2 separate regions of the Mus musculus genome follow, and region 1 is linked to region 2. Evidence: chromatin contacts called from public Hi-C data. All regions are on one chromosome and are shown on one strand. The core of a region is the stretch at or near the end of the contact, and the rest is flanking DNA. Distances in the headings are between cores, read along the strand shown. Region 1 overlaps Dok5 (docking protein 5). Region 2 overlaps 4930470P17Rik (RIKEN cDNA 4930470P17 gene).

Region 1 (6,729 bases), core at 865-3,364, 240 kb before region 2:
AAACTCACCTCCCTGCCTCAAAAGTGAACCACGTGGTGTCTCGTCCATAACGCCGCAGGGCACTTAGCGGCCAAGAGATGAGTTTAACTCTGGGATTCTGGACGTCCCAAAGACAGATGTACTCATATGTAATCTGCAAGGCACATTCGCCATGTACATCTAAGTTAGGAGATGGCATCAAATACACATTGAACCTCTCTGGGAGAAAAACAAAACGTTAGTCTAAAATCCCCAGAAATGAAAGAGCAAAGACATCGCAGGAACACAAAAAGCATTAACAAATATGTACATGCTAGGGGTTGGTGGAGTGTTCAGGAAGATAAACGTTATAAATGAACTGTCGCAGAAAAAAATGAGTTTTTAAATGCAGGTGCTGTTACACAGCATAATGATACACTCTGGGTGTCAACCCACACTAAGCACTATTTACACGAACAAAGATCATCTGTAGACCTTTTCAATTTGCATCGTGGGAAAAAAAAATGTACGCCAATAAAAGATCAGAGCCATGAAACCGCTAAAAGCAATTTTTCCCCTGCAGAGCACACATTAATTACACCTACACTTTCATATTCACAAAAGATACAGTGTAGAAGGCTGTATCTGTGATTTGTGGTCCTAAAGTAACACTGGTCAGCTTACAGTTCTACCATCGGCTCAGTAAAATTATTTAAACCACGCTCCACAGTAACAGCGTGCAATTGTGACGATGTCAAAGGGATATTCTTCGAGTTTGAACAAAGAACTTTCCTTAGTCAACGCTGCAAAAAAAGATAGCCCTCTGCCTCCTGGGTGACTGTTGAAAATGTCACCGAGACTGTGATAACTAACTTAGCTGGTGGCTGTAAACAAGAGCTCACCTGCAGGCAGTTACACTGCTTTTATTACTGCTATTTAGAAAAGTCAGTAACATAAAAAGTTACAGAGTCAAAAACCTCTAAATGAAACGTGAACAAAAATGCTACAGCACCTGCAAGCACAATTCTATCCATCCATCCTAGAGCAGATCCCAGATGGCTGACAGGATAGTGTGATGCTAACAGTTTTATATTAGGAATGTTCAAAATTAGCTATTCTATAATAGGAGGGATCATCCAAATCTATCTATTTTATCTGAAGTTGGTAAATAGCAATATCAAGATTGTGTTCATGAATGGGCTTAGTCACCTGCTATTTAAGCTTATAAATTTATTTTAAACTATCAATAGCCAAACGTTGAGGGATTTCTAGAAACTATCATGAAACACATTATGTCCCCTGAGAGTTCTGGGCCCATGACTTTAAAATTGTCTTCAGTATGTCATAGGTAAAGGGGGGGGGGTCATTGTTAATGGATTCTCTTAGAGGCAAATTGATTTGCTATAAGATAAATTAGTGGGGTTTGCGGGAGAGAGATCAGTGGGAGAGTGCTTGCCCAGCATGCTTTTGGTGAGAAACCATTTTAATTGTACTTATTTGAACCCCTACAAAATAAGACTATATAAAATACTTTCAAAGAAATACTGGAGTTCTGTAAGAACCCATAATGAGAGTAACCCCAAGCCTACCAAAATGGCAGCATAAAAGGAAACCTTAGGCATGGTTTTTAATTTGAATTTTAGCACTGTGCATTTCTACTATGCCGCAGGCAGAAATGTCTGAAAGCTATGTGCTGACCTGGCCATTCTAGAGAACATAACAATTGAGCCCTACCATGCTAACAAAGCCCAGGACTGTGTCCCCAGCACCCTGGCTAGCTCCCCTTTGTCCAACATTACACTGACTGACTGAACCACAGAAGTAAGGTCTGGGGGGGGGGGGGGGGAGAGGTGAATTGCCATGGGAAGTGACTTCCCCTCTCTGTGGCCCTAGTTCCCAATCTGGCAAGAGGCAACTCTGCTCAAGCTAACACTTCCAGGTCTTGATGAACAACAGCTGTGCGGCCACAGATTGTGGTAGGGACAGTACATTCAGGGTGGGCAAAGACTGTAAATGTGTCATGAGGACACAGCACTGCTTGGGAGGGAGGGAGCACAGTTTTAACTAACAACTGGAGTGGGCATGGAGACCACCAATGCAATTCCACCTGAGTCATGTCTGCCATCCATCCAGGTGACCCAGAGCCCCCGCCACTCTGACAAGAGCTCGTAGATCAAGGCAGGCTTTGAAGCAGACCCGTGGCATCCAATCCCCCAGCCACTAGGCTGAGCTATTTGGAGATGAAGCAATTATTCTAGGCTCAGACTATGAATGAACATTGATTTTTGCTAAAGTGTTCATGAATATTTTGGTCATGATTATTTTAAAAGATTTATTCCTCGATGCTGTGTTGAGCTGAGTTGGCTCAGGGGTTGAATTTTACTTTTAAATCACCGTTTTTAAGTGGGTTTAAACTTGATGAAATATTCAGGGTTGGGGTTAAATTCTATTAAGAACATTGGACAGTGTTCAAACATACTTTAAGTGAAACAGCAAGGTGAAAATTATCACACTTTGAAGTCTGATCGTAGTAAATAGAGGCCTACGATCATAGTCTAGTTTCAAATGCCCATAGTACGTTTGGAACAAGGTGTTTACCTCATCTACAAAATGAGGGGGAGTCCTACCATCTCTAGGGTGGGACTTCTGTGCAAATGTAACAGTTGGATATTCATAAGCATCTTCCATTCCGTTGGCACACCTTGTGATCCTCAACATTTCTGACTGAAACCATTAATGTTGATTTTTTTCTACTATAGATTACAGAACGTTTGAGGAAAGCATTCACTGCGTCATTTACATAGACTGCTATTATAACTTCTTCATACATATTTATAACTCAGAATGTATAGGATGAGGACGCCTTGTGTGTCATCATACGGGAGCAAAACAGTTTAGGAGAGAGATGGGCGGCGCAAACTTGGCATACATACCGCTCTGCTCGCGTTCCACCCCGGTAGCCAATAAATCAGGCTCTCCGAGGCTGATGTCATTGATTCTGGTCCCCACACACTCCATCTGGAGAACTTTGCACCATTCGTCTGCCTCAAGATCTGTGGAAATGGCGAGAACAAAAAAACAAAGACCCCACAAAGATCTATTATCCTCTATGCCCGGTACTCAATGATAAAAGCCAAAGACCCCAACCCCACTGGCCTCAAACAAACCTGATTCACAGGCAAAGGTCTTCGAGGTGTCATCATTGAAATAAATCCCTATAGCATGTTTCTTGGTGCTCTTTGGCAATCGGGCTACATTTTTCACATTGTTGAGTTCTGTAACCTGAAAAAAAAAATAAATAACGAGTTGAAAGTCTGGTCACGTGCCCTCCGTGAACACTTCCCACCCACATGAGCGCAATCACCTGTGAGCCCAGCATTACAGAACAGATCTGCAGCTATGAAGACTAATCATGGCTTGGGAGGATGGAAGCAAAGGTAGGTGGTCCAGTCCATCACTAAATTATCCCATCAGAGGTGAGAGGTCAGATCTCACACTCACCCCTGTGATCAGTGGTCAATTCATACATCACACCTCAGAAACCCTCATCTCTGACTTTGAGCTCGTTGGTGCCTGTGGGTCTCAGTTTTAGAATATGAGAACACCGCACAGGGCCACCCTGTTCACATCGAAGGTGTCCCGCTAGACACTCTATGCCCCTCCCCAACTTCCCCACAATCCTAGCTACTGGCACTTGCACAAATCCCTCCCCTCCCCGAGCATGCTAACTCATGGTGCCTCCACATGGAAGTTCCGCTGGGGTGACATCCTGTCACACAGGAGGGGCCTGCCAGGAGGAAGGCTCATGTGGCTTCCTGGTAAGTATTTATTTACAAGATAAATAAGCCTGTCACAGTGGCAAGCTTAAACTCCCCTTAACACCCCCTTAACTCTTATACAAAGGAATATGCCTCCCATCAATCTTGGCTTGTGGCGATGCTGGACCACCTCTTCCATCTATTACCCTAAATTCAATAAGTGCCTGGCTTAGGAAATCCCCGGGAAGAGAAATAAATACCCTCGGTGGACACATTAATCTGATCATTTCATTTTCCAGCCTTCTAACCTCCAGTGGCCCTTCCTATAGTATAAATGCAAATTCATCTGCATGAAAGGCCACACGGTGCCCCTCCGAGGCTTTTCCCACTCCAGCATTTCCAGGGACTCTGCAGGACAGGACTTACCCTCCGTCTGCAACAGACCCTTCAGCACTCACTACACACAATGGCTGGTTGGCTGGTTGGCGGTGTGTGTTTATTTTTGTGCCAGAACCCAGCCTAAGCTGCCTTCAGCTTTGTATAATTATTTTCTTGTTTCCCTACTTCCATGTTAAGCCCCGGGGATCCACTGTGCAAACTGCACCTCTTCTTTACAACCTCCAGAGACTTGCACAAAACTTAACACCTCCAAGATCTCCAGATCCTTGTGTCCAAATGACCGTGGTGACCCTCTGTGTCCTTCAAAGCTAACTCTCCAGTGTGTGTCGTCCACCATGTCCTCAAGCTTTAGAAAGCCTAGCCAAACTGGACTCTACTCTGTGCAAGAATAAGCCATGTGGCTTCCCAGGCTTAGAGCCTTCCATCCTCTCCTCTACTGAACTCCAATCACCCTAAAATCTTCATTTAGACCTCAGCTACCCACTGATTCCCTATTGGAAACTCCACCACAATATTCAAACCTTCCTAAGCCCTATTTCCATGGCTTCCTTCCTGAGCCTCCAGTGGCTAAGGGCGTGACTGACTTGGTTCTTATCTTGCCTAAGGAAGAGTCAGTTGCTCCTGGCAGGTACTGTATTTCTGTCCATCACTGTTTTCCAGGTCTAGCACACAGTGTGTCTGCAGGGAACAGAGGACGCTCTGAGTGAGTGAACTGCTTGGTAAATGCACATGTTTGACATGGGCACCATCATGTCCACAATTCCAAGACCTCAGACTCATGGGACCTGCATCAGCTCCCCATATGGTCCAGGCTCAAGTGGGTTCTCTCAGTTCTCTGAGGTCCCAGTGTGAGTGTTTGCACACCAGTATGTGCAAAGAATAGCAACTGCAGCATCCTCCTCCCACATGTTTAGATCCTGAGACTGCTCCCTGACAGAGACCTCCAGACCAGCCAGTTCCTCCTGCTATGTTGTACCTAATAGACACAAGAAGTAGCCAGAACCCTGCCTGATCCCACACTGTCTGTGTGTCTATCTGTCTGTTTGTCTGCAACTTCTTCACTGCCCCTAATGAGGGTTTTATGCCACCAACCTTGCCCTCTGGTTAGAAGTCACTCAACACATGGACTCTATGAGCAAAAGACTAGACTCACCCAGAGACGTATCGTGGAAGCCCACTTCCCCTGGGAAGACTTCCCTGACTTCTGTGTGAGATCATTATTCCCGTCCCTAAGCTGCCATGTGTGGGACTTGAAGCTCTAGCTGAGTTTCTGTTGTTCTAATCCCTATCTCTCCAGCACCCGGGTAGACTTGTTAGCTGGCAATGGCTTTCTGGTGGACGGCATCGAAGGCTCAGACCCTGAGGCAGCACACACCGATGCTCCCATAAACCATGTCTTTCTGGATGTATACTTGTTTGATCTTCATAAAAGCCTTGGAGATTGATGTTAGTATTATTTATCGGCATTTTTCTGATGGGGAAAATGAGGCCGAAGAAGGTTAATATCATACAACCAAGTTCATGGCTAAAATTGGCAGAAGTAAGTTGTGATGTGGAGCAGAGCAGATGGGTGGGGTAGCCTCATCTAAACACTTCAAAGCTCCCAGCCTCCAGGGCTCACCTTCTGCTGGAAGGTGTGAGTCTTAACAAGACTCCTTGCGTTTGGGGCACGGGTAGGGCCTGCGTGCGCCAGGCTTTAAGGCAGCCCTCCACGGAGACAGGACGTAAGGGAAGTCTGAAAAACAGCTAGGACTTTGAAATATGTCGCTTCATTACATATCCATTAAGGGGCCGAGAGGAAGACATAAGTCACCAGAAACAGCCAGGAAATGCGGGAGAATGGCATGAGTCAGAACACAATTACCCGTTCTGGAAATTGGTTTTGGTAATAAGCAAAGCAACACCCCCGTTCGCTGCTCCAGGGAGGAGAGTGAGTGTTCACAGGGCAGGCAGGGTCAAGATTGCACATGACAAAGGACGACTGGTTTCCTAAGAGGCTGTGTACGCCAAGTTCAGAGCTGCATTCTACTGAGCATGCGCACACTCCCGTCTCCCAGCCCCTCCCCTTTCTTTCAAAAGACTTACAGTCTGGACAAACTCACGCCAGACCCTTGATCAGTATACATGCTAAAGACCATAACTACCCTCCACAGACACCTTTGTGTCATGAGAGGCCTTTGAAAATGTTTTGTTGTTGTTGTTGTTTCATTTCGTTCTACAAATGACAACTCGGGAACAGAGTGAATGAGCTACTGCGCTTCTTTTTTTTTTTTTTTTTTTTTTTTTTGGGTTTTGGTTTTTCGAGACAGGGTTTCTCTGTATAGCCCTGGCTGTCCTGGAACTCACTTTGTAGACCAGGCTGGCCTCGAACTCAGAAATCCGCCTGCCTCTGCTTCCCTAGTGCTGGGATTAAAGGCGTGTGCCCCCATGCCCGGCGCTACTGCGCTTCTTACAAACAAGCAATTCACATAGGATAATTTTGGGGTTTTCTGTGGCAAGGATGAGTTGTGATGAGGTCTCAGAGTTGGGCTTGGTATAACAGCTTTTTGGAATGGGGGCGCCAAACTTGTACCTAAACAGCAGAGGTGACTCATAGATTGATTTAAGTGAGGCC
Region 2 (7,002 bases), core at 2,764-5,263:
TCCCCCAGAGACACCGTCAACCCTATGCTGAACCTACTGATATGGGCTAAATAGAGACAGTGACATCTACTTTTTTGTGACTTCAGCTCAAATTTGAATTCAGATCTCCAGATGCTGGGAGGCATGCATCATTTAACACAAAACTATATCAAAAGGTTGGTACTAGTCCCCGGGTAAACCAGTTGATCATACGAGAAGGAGAAGGCCACCTATTCATCCCGTTAATCATTCCATTGCTCAGGGGAAAATTTTTGTTTTGTACGTCTGTCAGCTGCTCTCAGGAGGAGTCATGAATTCTGGATCCACGAGCAAAGACAAACAGGGCAAGGAAAGAAACTAAGCTATAAGAACTTCAGAATTTCCCACCGAGTTCTACATGCTGTCTCCCGTTAAACAAGTGTCAGGTTACCAGTAATGTTTTTAGACTATATTGTAGTGTGCGTGTAACATTTCAGTGTTTTTATCTTTGTGCTCGTGTGTGTGTGTGTGTGTGTGTGTGTGTGTGTACGCAAGTATTTGTGCGTGTGTGTGTGTGCATATATGTGTGTACAAGCTAGCAGTAGGCCTTAGGTGTCATGCTTTAGGTGTCACCCACCTTGATTCTTGGGACAGGCTCTTCACTGGGACTTGGAGCTTACCTAATAGATTAGGCTGGCTCCCCAGTAAATCCTGGGGAAACTTGCCATCCCTGTCTCCCCACTGTTGGTATTACTAGTGTGTGCCATCATGCCTGGATGCAGGTCCTCCAACTTACAGACTAAGCTGCCTCCAGTCCAGGGCTCTCACTCTTGAAGGACAAGTGGGCCCATCACAGTCACACAGTGATGTGATCAGGCACCTGTGCACATCAGTCACTTATTAGAATAACATCTGACTATGATTATATCACTTATCACGTGACAGCTAGAGATGCTCACTTCATAGGTTACTTTATTGAATATTCAAAACATCTAATACAAGACCAATTGCTGTCTCCAGTTCAGAGAGGAAGATATTGATATCCAGAAAGGTTCAGTAGTTCATTCATACACACATAGGAAAACTGGGCTGGAATCCTGGTCTATCTGACTCAGGACTACTTGCCCAACATGACTTTCCTAGGGATGGTACCTCCCACAGTGGATCAGGGTCTCCCACATCAACTACCATCAAGACAATCCCCCTACAGACACACTCATCTGATACTGGTATCAGCTTCCCTTCTGAGGTAGCTCCGGTCAAGTTGACGGTTAAAGCTAATTAAATCATCTGTCCACTCATCAACTGGCTATTTCTGGCAAACACATCCTAATACCAGTCCTTAAAGTCCTCCTGATTTTATCTATGGGAAAGTTCACACGCTCCCAGGGAAACAAGCCAGAAAATGATCTTGACAGGGAACGCTTGTCTAGCTTCTGATTCTTAATTTAACAAGAACAATGCAGAAGGTGAGGTCAGGGCCAGAAAATATCGCCACAGTGTGCTGAGGTAGAGGTTGACATATTCTCCACAAGCAGGAGTTGGAAAACAAGTTGTGATTTTCTGGGCTCTTGATCATCTTCCTGGTGCCAGGAAACTGTACGTGTTTTTTTAAGCACCATAAAGTGTCTCCCTCTCCCCCTTGGCACATGGGAAATGTCATCACACAAATGATCTAACTACACACAATGACACCACAGAGACTGGGATTTATATTCACGAGGAATGCACAGACACGTAACTCATGAGCAATGCTGACAGAATGAGTAATCAGAGGGTCTCAGCGGACCGTAGATCAGGCCTGAATCTCCCATATATTTAGTGCATTGTGGAGTTATACAACTTTCCGTCATAGGAATTGTCATTGGGTAGATTGCATCCTGGGCTTGTAACTACTGGACTATGGGGGCCTCGTTTTATGGACAGGCAAGTAATCTGTACTTTATTATTAATAAACACAGTTCCGGCCATAGTTCTGTGGTGACCTGGGTGTTTATAGCCTGATGGATGTGACTTATGGAGCATTCTAGATTTCAGGAGGACATTTTCCAACCTCGGGAGAATATGGTCCAGTGGACACGCCCTGTGTGAATACAACCTCCAGCCTCTTGCATGGAGTTTATTAAGATGCCATCAAGACAGTCACTGCCCCTCCAGACTCAGTGCTGCCCTAGCATTTGGAAGGAAGATAAACAGTCGAGTAACTTATACTGGTGTCACTCAGAAGCCAGGGCCTTACATCTCACCTCTAAGTGCAGAGCCATTGAATGAACTAGCAAAAGGCACAGACAGACAAACTGCTTTATCAATAAACCATTAAGCCGCTTTCTCGAATTTAAAACTTCACTGGCAGCTTTGACGGCATATCTTTTACCTGTTCCTATTCATTCCGGTTCTTCTGTGTATTCTGTCCTCTGCTCCTGGGGACTTAATGGCACACCCTCAATAATAATTTAATATGTAGCTTTAATTTTAATTAAAAATCAGTGAAAATATTAAAAAAAAAACTCCCAACAAGTGCACACAGGAGATGGCTGCTCCTTGTGTTTAATTATCCAACCATTAGGCAGTAAAGGAGAATCACTCTCTGCCTGTGCAGTGCAATTAGGAAGAAGTGTCTGCGATCGGACGAGGGAGCTGGACAATTCCAAATTAGATTTTTGAAAAGAAGCTGGGGAGGCAGCTCTAAATTAGTTTTTCGAGAAGAAAATTGACAGTTAATATGTATGCTAATTGATGTCATACGTTTCCTAGGTATGTTCTTTGGTTGCTTGTGAAAATGTCCAAAGGATGCTTCTTGCATGTCCCTTTTAACACGAGTGAGGGTGGAACCGGGTGGGCTGGGGGCTCTGTTTCTATCTCCTTTGGAATTTTAGAGTATGTCCTCCCCCTCCCCCTCCCCCTCCCCCCTCCCTCCCTCCCTCCTTTTCTCCCTCCCTAAGGAGAGCTGTTCAGCCCCAGGAATTAATAGCCAGTGTGGGGGCAACCTGGTCTACAAATGAAAATATTCCAGGGCTCATGGTCAGTTTAACAGTTTGTGGTATCACTGGTTGCCATTCTCACAACTGAGCAACTTAAGTGCTGTGATTTCCCCCTCTGCAGACAGAGATGAGCATTCGCTGAAGCTGCACATTGTCAATGCGCCTTTACATACGTAGGGAATGAAAAAAAAAATCCTGGCTTGGGTATATAATGCTGCAAGGCCTTCAACTGCTCTGTGCTCCCTAGTGTGCCCCTCTGTGACAACAAGATGGGAACGGTCTCTAAAGCCTGTGACATACTCTGTTGACACCTACCTCTTCTTATCAAGCGTTGAAAAGGATGTCATCAAGGATGTCATCTATGGAAGAGAGAGGTTACTGACGTGTAAAAAGTTACTTCAGTCTCTGTCCCTGACTCTTTAGCCTGCTTTGGGGACATTTTCCCTCTAGCTGGGTAGCCTCATGGGGATGTGCCTGGTCTCACTGTAATTTGATATGCCATGTTTGGTTGACATCCCAGAGCAGTCTGCCCTTTCCTGAAGGGAAGGAAAGAAGAGTGGATCAGGGTGAGAAGGGGTGTTGGAGGCGGAGCAGGGGGTGTGGACGGACTGGGAGGAGAGGAGGGAGGGGAAATGATCAGCCTGATGTAATATATTTGAGAATTTTTTTTAAAAAGTTAGTTCACTCTTAATATTTTCTGCACTTGTATGTATGTGGGAGTAAGTATGCAAGTGTGCCTGTGTAAACGGCTGAGCTTACACCAAGAGTCTTCAAGTGCTCATTACCTTATTCATTGACCCAGGGGCTCTCAACGGAGCCCTGAGCTCATGGATATAGCTAGCCTAGCCGAGGACCCTCAGTGGAACTCTGAGCTCGTGGATATAGCTAGCCTAGCTATCCAGCCAGCTCTGACTCTGCCTTCACCCCGAAGGATGGAATTACTGTCGTGTTCCATGCCCACTTGACATTTGAGTGATTTCCGAGGAAGAAAACCCTGGCCCTCGCCTTTATACAACAAGCACTTTATCCACTGAGCCATCTTCGCAGCCTACGCATTCAGAAGGAATATAAATATCCACTTGACACCTACTCTTACCCACTCCAAGCACCCGCGAAAGAGATGCGTGTCATCAGCTAGACATCCTGAATGCTCTGCCGTTTCCCGTGGAGCTGTTTTTCTGACATATGCATCACAGAATCTTATTCCAAAATGTGATCTTTCTGGGCTTAAAATATTTTATTGATTTATCTACTCCTAAGCAACAAAAGGCGTACAGGAAAGCTGTCAAGTTTTAGCTTAAATATCTGTGACCATACCCCCTCAATATTAAAACAGTTCACCCAATTGTTTAGAATAACTACAACTGTTACTGTCTATCTGTGAGCAGACAATCAATGTGCTTCATTAGCATTCTCCTTTCTGCCCCCTTGCCTCCTGACTTCCTTGGCCCATGACCTAAGTTCTGGCCTGAAAATACACTCCTGTGACCACACCAGTCTCTTCTCATCAGATTGAGCATTTAAGTCTATCTGAACTCCTTAGGAAAATATAAGAGGCATTCAGGAGAGGAACCTGTCTCCTCTTCTTATTCCTGTATCCCAAGAGTGGTGTGAGCCACGGAAATATTAGCACCTATTTGTAGAATGCTCAAAAGAATGGATGTGAACATCAAATGAGAGGAAACTTGGGCTGATTGATTCAAAATCACAATTAGTGTGAAGCAAAGCTTTGTTTTATTGTATGAATATTGAATTGTATTTTACAGCCTTATTTTATTGTATGTATATGTGATCCCTGAGTGTTTCTATCTATGCAAAAATGCATATGGATGTCTGTGGAGGTCAGAAGAGGGTGTTAGACCCCCTGGAGGTAGTTACAGGTAGCCATGAGCTGGGATCCAAACACCATTCATCTAGAAGAACAGCCAGTGCTCTTAACCGCTGAGCCATCTCTCCAGCCCATTTCAAAGCTTAATTACTCTAATACAAGGTAAACTCAAGGATGTATTGTGGCAGCAAATGGGAAGATTTACGGTACGTGAATAATCACATATTTTGATAGCGTTCCTACCTACCAGCTGTGTGTACAGGATGTGCAAAAATTCCTTTCATAGATAGTTTAACAGATCATAGAAAATGCCTCACAGACTGTGTTTCAAATGTTAAGTGGAAGCATGCTTTTTAAAGATAGTTCAGTAGTAAACAACATAACCAAAAATTTAAGAACAGCAGTAATCTACCCTCTTCCCTGGAAAACAAAATCGCTCTCCTGATGCTCACCAACTGGAACACCGAGTTCACATTGAGAATGCACACAGACCGCACATTGACAGTGCACACGGACTGTACATTGACAGTGCACACAGACCGCACATTGACAGTGCACACAGACTGTACATTGACAGTGCACACAGACTGTACATTGACAGTGTACACGGACTGCACATTGACAGTGCACACAGACTGCACATTGACAGTGCACACGGACTGCACGCTGACAGTGCACATAGACTGTACATTGTCAGTGCACACAGACTGTACATTGACAGTGCACACGGACTGCACGTTGACAGTGCACACGGACTGCACAGTGACCGTGCACACGGACTGCACAGTGACAGTGCACATGGACTGCACAGTGACAGTGCACATGGACTGCAAGTTGACAGTGTGTTCTAGACCAATGTTCTGCTGTGGTTTGTTTTATCCCCCATGCTAGAGTTCCCAGCCAACGTGTCTCTGTGGACAGGAAGCTTTTGCTTCTAATTAGCCCATGGGTTCTGTGGTGACTCCCAGTCAGTAAAAAAAAAAAAAAAAAAAAATCTCAGGATAAGTAACTTGGTCAGAGACAACTAAGCAGTGTGTTTGCCCTTGTTTGCTTGGTTTATCCCTTACTAAGTTAATGGTCATCAAAACTGTGATGTCTGCAAACCGACTTCACAAGACACAGGCAGGTCACTAGGCAGCCTTCAAGAAAATCTGTAATAATGCTCACTTCCGGGCTCTCAGAAGTCGTCTTTGGAGAGGTCCCTGCCTCCCCGGGTGCCCTTGGTTTGAGCTACTGGCCCTGCTGCTTCAGGCAAAGCCATCCAGTGGGGAGCTGCAGACCCAGCTACCTTGGCTTTACCACCTCTGTGCCAACTGTACTCACATTCTCAGCCTCTACCTCCCCTGGGATGGAGCTGAGGCATCGCCCACACACCAGCCACAGCAGGCCCAAAGACGGAGGGACTACAGCAGAGCCGGAAGCAGGTAATATCTGTTGGGGCAGGGCTGGCGCCATGGTGAACTGTGCCTGGCTCGCTGGTTTCATTTCTATCCAGTGGGCAAGCGCTGCTTGGGAACCAAGTGCCTTGGGCCTTGGGCATGGCTGGGAAGCGTGGTGAGGAGCAAGCCACGGTCATGCTTTCAGGACTGACTTTTATATGATCAGCATCTGGGCAAACCTTTAAATCCCCATTGTTAGGACAGCCCAAAACAGGGTGTGAACCCCAGCAGGAGGGAAAACAAAAAAACAAAAAAACAAACAAAAAAAAAACCAGATTAAGCCAGGGTGTGGCTTTTGAAGCCAGGGACACTGTGGCCAGTAGCTTTCTCTCTCAAATCATGCTTTCTGGGCAAACATGAACCATAGTGTCCTGAACAGCCTGTAGAAAGTCTTTCACCCACATTGAGGAAGTGAGGCTGTCTACCAGCACCCAGCACCCAACACCACAGGAGCGAAGCTTCTGTCACGGAGTCATCAGGAAGTAGGGTCCCGGGTGATATCTATAGTGAACTCAGGAGAGACCTCAGCCAGAAGGACCAGTCTGGCTGCTTCTAAATCCCTGAGTCAAGACTCCCTGAGAGGGGGCTAGGGCGACAAATCAGCAGTTAAAGCGCACTCGGACGGACAGACGGATGGACGCTGCCCTTCCAGAGGACCCAGGCACTCACACGGGGACTCACAACCATCTGTAACTCCAGTCCCAAGGGATCTGATGTCCTCTCATGACCTCTGTGGGCTCAGACACATATATGGTACACATATTGCACATGTGCTGGCAAAACATTCATACACATA

Evidence for each region. Hi-C and Micro-C count contacts between places; a contact is called where the count stands out from the background.
Region 1: a Hi-C map of cortical neurons shows a contact between it and region 2, with 1.6 times the contacts expected there. The contact joins two enhancer-like sites. A contact is called at or near these places in 3 of 39 promoter capture datasets (cranial neural crest, hippocampal neurons and second pharyngeal arch cranial neural crest), 1 of 484 Hi-C or Micro-C datasets (cortical neurons) and 2 of 115 datasets of contacts at active chromatin or transcription factors (embryonic basal ganglia and embryonic limb bud).

Annotation. Positions count from the first base shown.
Region 1 is chr2:170,826,351-170,833,079 of GRCm38.p6, reverse strand. It overlaps Dok5 (docking protein 5), which reads right to left. Exons shown (of 8, transcript NM_029761.4): 3 at 3,126-3,240; 4 at 2,892-3,011; 5 at 9-198. Among named protein-coding and RNA genes, the nearest start is that of Gm35033, 54 kb to the right of the region's middle. Within about 2 kb of position 2,114, at least 8 of the 459 cell types and tissues checked have an H3K27ac peak or open chromatin away from gene starts, as enhancers often do. A contact at or near this core is called in cortical neurons, where this site is marked.
Region 2 is chr2:170,583,277-170,590,278 of GRCm38.p6, reverse strand. The region is part of intron 1 of 4930470P17Rik (RIKEN cDNA 4930470P17 gene); the gene reads left to right. Among named protein-coding and RNA genes, the nearest start is that of Gm14637, 11 kb to the right of the region's middle. Within about 2 kb of position 4,013, at least 3 of the 459 cell types and tissues checked have an H3K27ac peak or open chromatin away from gene starts, as enhancers often do. A contact at or near this core is called in cortical neurons, where this site is marked.